Regions from separate parts of the Danio rerio genome. Here region 2 is linked to region 1. A link is a contact called in public Hi-C data. All regions are on one chromosome and are shown on one strand. Each heading gives the region's core, a stretch centred on a gene start, on an enhancer-like site or on the middle of the called end of the contact. The rest is flanking DNA. Distances are from core to core; before and after follow the strand shown. Region 1 holds the start of tbx2a (T-box transcription factor 2a). Region 2 has its middle 170 kb from the start of ppm1db.

Evidence for each region. A called contact is a pair of places that touch in the nucleus more often than the background predicts.
Region 2: a Hi-C map of an unstated tissue shows a contact between it and region 1, with 1.9 times the contacts expected there. The contact joins the enhancer-like site here to the promoter of tbx2a in region 1. A contact is called at or near these places in 1 of 18 Hi-C or Micro-C datasets (an unstated tissue) and 1 of 4 datasets of contacts at active chromatin or transcription factors (embryo).

What each region holds. Positions count from the first base shown.
Region 1 is chr5:61,844,425-61,847,274 of GRCz12tu, reverse strand. tbx2a (T-box transcription factor 2a) reads left to right here and starts at 1,437. Exons shown (of 7, transcript NM_001102384.1): 1 at 1,437-2,195. The coding sequence starts at 1,837. It overlaps LOC141385627 (a long non-coding RNA gene), which reads right to left. Exons shown (of 3, transcript XR_012406395.1): 3 at 1-171.
Region 2 is chr5:62,076,566-62,079,265 of GRCz12tu, reverse strand. No RefSeq gene overlaps it. Among named protein-coding and RNA genes, the nearest start is that of ppm1db, 170 kb to the left of the region's middle. Within about 2 kb of position 1,360, at least 3 of the 62 cell types and tissues checked have an H3K27ac peak or open chromatin away from gene starts, as enhancers often do.

The DNA of each region.
Region 1 (2,850 bases), core at 188-2,687:
AAGATCCTCTCTTATAACTTCAACTCGCAGAGCGGCTTGAGATTTGACGGCATTAAGTCGGAAGCAACCTATGTCCCCCTCTCTCTCTCAGGAAAGTTCTGTTGTTTTGGGTTCTTCAGTAAGTCATTTCTGAAGTCCACCGTAAGCATTTCAGAGAATGAAATGAGTTCACTGAAAGAAACAACGTGTATTTCCTGTTGACATTGTGCAAGATTCCAAATCTGAGAAAAACGTGTGGAATTAATACCAATCCTAACTGTTTTGCGTCCTTTTTTATCAAAGTAGCCTAACTGATCAGACATCTATTCAAAACACCAGACAAATCTTCCATATGTTGGCTTTCACTAGGGTGATTAATTGTTGAAAGCGGAAATAGATTGGCAGAAGAAGAAAAAAAAACTTTCGTTGGATTTTTTTCAACATGTAGACTAAGCAATGGAGAACATTGAGTGGATCGGTGAACGCTGTTTGAGAATTTGGGGGTAAATATGAATTGACAGGGGTAGGTTCTTATTGTGGGACTCCAGCAGACTGGCGCCAAGCGCTCTTTAACAAACGGAGTCCCACTTAATCAAGAATCTGTTGACGAGCCTCTTAAAGGTACACGACTGTTTGTGGAGCTTTAAAGCTGAGATTGTTACTCTGCTGTACCCTGTCGGCCGATTTTACAAACAGTGAATAGCTCTGTAAAATGAAAAAAGATGAATATACAATTATTTGCTACAATAAAATACACAATGTCTCTATCAAGGATCGATTCATCGATAGTTTGTTGCAGGCGTATATTGGAAAAAAGGCTATGTGACAGCTCGTTATTCCCTCTAAATTCTTTATTTTCGCTTTTAAATGCGCCCTGCTTTTACGAGTATCCCACATCCTGAAACCAATGTACGGAAGATCGCTAGGGTAAAAAATAGGCGAATATAGTACTGTAAAATATTACATTCGGTCGGTTTAAGGTCTTCGTAAACACAAATAACTGCATTTGTTGTCTAGAATTATTTTGTTATCCGTGAAATGTGGGTTGCTGCTATATATTTCCAAAATGTTTAAAACAGCGACACTAAATCGACATTAAATATTTTTTGTATGTTAGTCACATACAACTTTAAATGCATTTTCTAAAAGTTTAGCATTGGAGCTTACAGAAAGCACACGGTTCTTATACTGGTGAAACACAAGCCGGGAGAAGCACTCTCTTACACGGCTGCCTACAGCCAGATGACCGTTCTTCAGTTAGGTTATGCGGGGGTGGGGTTTCCAGATCCTTACTCTGTCATTGGTTAATATTTTATTCTGTTGACATGTTTTCTTACTGCAAATGCTTCCGACACCTTCCAGTCAACCCCCCTTCCACGATCTTGGCTGGAGCTGTCAAAACCACGCCTATGAAGCTCTACAATTGGTCCAGAATGCGTAAAATCGGCAATCAAGACGGTCTGGTTCATTAGTGCGGAGATCCAGTGAGAAGGGGCATGTAAGACAGACACAGTTACACAGTGGTCAGGGAAGAACCTCCAATTCTTCAACAGTGCTCGTGACTTACGCATCCTTGATTTTGGGGCTGCTTTAAATCTTGAGACTATTGCAGCAGGAAAACTGTAAATCTGAACCGAAGTGTCAATATTGCTCTTTTGAAGGATATTATCACTGTGCTGCAACTGGACATACTCAAATGGTAGTGACATTTCCTACCAGTCCTCTTCAACTACTGTGAAATCAACACTGGCTTTCAGTGGCAAGAGAGCGACAGTCAGTCGGACTTACGAGTTGTTTTTACAGGCGCAATTCTTTTTTTAGAATATTATACATTCATCTGGCTTTTTGGATGCACCGATGAGAGATCCAGTTTTCACAGCGAACGCTATGGCTTATCACCCTTTTCACGCGCACAGGCCGGCCGACTTTCCCATGTCAGCTTTCCTTGCGGCGGCTCAACCTTCGTTCTTTCCAGCGCTCACTTTACCACCGGGTCTCAGTAAACCGCTGGCGGATCATGCGCTCTCCGGTGCGGCTGAAGCTGGTTTACACGCGGCGCTTGGACATCACCACCAGGCGGCTCATCTGCGCTCTTTCAAGGGTCTCGAGCCAGAGGAGGATGTTGAGGACGATCCTAAAGTTACATTAGAAGCTAAGGAGCTTTGGGATCAATTCCACAAAATTGGAACAGAAATGGTCATCACTAAATCAGGAAGGTAAGGTCTTTACATTATTTAACCTATTGAATGCTGCATAGGGTGATGTTATTATATTACTCTGCGAAGAGTTGGGTCTATTTTATCGTAAAATATACTTTACATTATAAAATATTGCTCGGTTAAAATTCAGATGTACTGGATGCTGACATAGCATCGAAGCCTCTTAAGAGAGTAGACTAAGAATTGTTCCACATAGCATATATTCATGACAGTATTCAAATAAAATTTATATGCGATCTATTAGGCTATTAAATAAAAACACTAATATATAAATAGACTAATGTTTCTGAACCAATGTAACCAAAATCTTTCTGTAAACGATGGGAACGTGTTTAAGTGAAAATAAACAACAACTATTAGCTGGTAGGCTACATTTTATTAATTTATAAATTTATTTCGATATTTTATCGACAAGCATGTCTAAATAACAAGTCTACATGAATTATAAAGATGTAAAAAATTCTTTTAACTTTGTAAATATAGTCGGTAAATGTTTATATAAACAATAAATAGCCATGTTTTGCCCTTTGCCAAACAAGCAAAACATTGGCTATTTATTTATTTATGGTTATAACGGGAAAGGTATAGTTAAATTAGTTATTTGCATTTATATCCAATCAGAAATTTATTTAATGTCTTCTAAAAATGTTAA
Region 2 (2,700 bases), core at 111-2,610, 230 kb before region 1:
AACTAACAGATTGCTAGTTGTCTATTGGCTATCTATAAGGCACAGTTATAAATAATTAACAAACTATTAACTATTATTTAACAAGTCATTTATAACCCATTAACTAACAGATCTATTAACTAGCTATAATGAATAGTTACTCTAAAGTGTTACCTGTTTGTTTTGTTTATATAACTGCTATTTTCATTTATAGTGCTTTATTTTCACATTAACATTTAATATCTCTTGTTATGAACATTATGAACAGCAGCTATGCAAAATTTTTTAAATTTCTCTATTTTAACCTGGGGATGCTCATTCCAAGGCCTCTTGAAACTGTGCAGCGGCAGTGATGAGATTCAAGACCTGAGAAGAGATGATGCCAACCATTGAGGATTTCGAGCACAACACATACTGCACACTTAATAGACTTCATAAAACATGCACACATAGACATCACGTATATGCTATAATATTAAGGGGAATTCTTATGAACTTATATTTTATTGTAACTTTTACTGAATTTGGTTGTAATGCAATAATGTACACCTTTTGTAAAGCTGATTTGAAACAATAATTATTGTAAAAGTGCTATTCAGTGCAGTAGGTAGTGCTGTCGCCTCACAAGAAAGTCGCTGGGTTGTTGGTTCGAGCCTCGGCTCAGTTGGCGTTTCTGTGTGGAGTTTGCATGTTCTCCCTGAGTTCACGTGGGTTTCCTCCGGGTGCTCCGGTTTCCCCCACAGTCCAAAGACATGCGGTACAGGTGAATTGGGTAGGCTAAAATGTCCGTAGGTTATGAGTCTGTGTGTAATATGTGTGGATGATTCCCAGAGATGGGTTGCGGCTGGAAGGGCATCTGCTGTGTAAAAATTTGCTGGATAAGTTGGCGGTTCATTCCGCTGTGGCGACCCTGGATTAATAAAAGAACTAAGCCGACAAGAAAATGATTGAATGAATGAATGAATGAATGAATGAATGAATGAGTATAATGAATAGATACACTGACTACAGTATAAAACACACTGGAGCAGGGACTTTATTCGCAAATTAGAAAAAGAAGAAATAAAGGGTCAATTTAGGCCTGAAAACACCCCAAATTAACAAAATAGTGAGAAAAAATAAAGAAGGAAATAAAGAAGCTGAAGAAAACTTTAATGAACAAGGGGAAACGCTTTAATGATTTATCCGCCCTCAGCTCTGTGATCTCCGGTATTTACACAAGGCAGTGGCATTTTGAATGAGCTGCGCTTGTGTCAAATTGCCAAGACAAAATAAAATGTCAGGCTCGCATGTGTTTCTGATAAAGCATGTACAGTACACGTCAAGGTAGAGGCCAGCTATTTTACATGCTTCAGCTATGTAACGTGTAGTTATGTTTCTGTTTTGTAGCTCTGTAGACAGGGAGGGAGAAGGATGGCGTCGAAAATGACTCTGTCAGTTAAGTCTGGCTTTTCCTCAAGTGAAAATATGGTTTCATTTTCCGCAACTATCGGACAGTCACGTCCTCCATATGTCCACATTAGATTCAGTCTATCAAACTCTTCGCACTGAAGACACAGAGGGAGATTTGTAGGGCTGTGTTACTCTCGATTCAGCCGAGAGGAGATTTGTGAGGTCGAACTGTCTTAGTGTGTTTACGTTTTGGCACTGAATGCAGATATTGCACGTCTTACATGCCTTGTAGCCCATGTCCGCTCCACCCATATCTTAATTGGACACAAAACAACGCTTTAACTGGACCGTCTCCCATGGGACATTCTAGCAGCCAAACACTCTATGTGAATCTGCTTAGACATTAAAATCAGCTGGAAAAAATCTGCTAAATAAGCGAAGGACGTGTACGCGCCAGAGCCCAAACTAACATTTCTCACTGTCAATGAATAATTTAAAATCATTGGTGGATATAGGGGGCTTTAAAAAAAGCTACAGAATGACTTGCAGTTGTTTTGATTTCTACAGCTTTTGACAAGCGAAACAATGATCAAAAACAATTTTTGCATAAGAGTTATGTCATATTTTTGGTTTATTTATACATTCTGTTGACTATAAGGAACTACATGTTCTTAATAAATAAATAAATAAATAAATAAATAAATAAATAAATAAATAAATAAATAAATAAATAAATAAATAAATAAAGTATTATTTATCTACCAATTTAGAAGTTGGTAGAAGCTGACAAGTTATAAGCAAAGATTATAGTATACACATGACATTTCACTCATATAGTTTTAAATGGGGAACAGTGTAAAAGTCAATATGGTGAATGAAGGCCTGACTACTAAAATACTGTAGGAGCAAATCATCAATTGCTATAGACTGATGATTCTCCAGGGGAGAAATTCAGACCAGACATGTAGCAAATATTTGCTTCAAAGACATAAGAAATATATCAACATAAAGATTGAAATGTCTATTTTTAATTGAACCAAGTGTTCTTGAAAACAAAAGTTATTTTGTTTTGTAATCAACATGATACACACGCATGGTACAGTCCATCCTGTCAAATGCACAACACAAGACCATTACTACTGAAACACCCACCAACTTTTAAACAAGTCATTGTCATTTCTGGAGGAGACTCGCCATCAATACCAAGTTGTGGATTACTTCAGAAGAGCAGCGCGATCTGACGATCATTATCCAAAGGATGAAATATGCATGTAGAACAGTCATAAATAAGGTTGATGTCGTGATCTTGTTTATTTTGAATGTGCATGC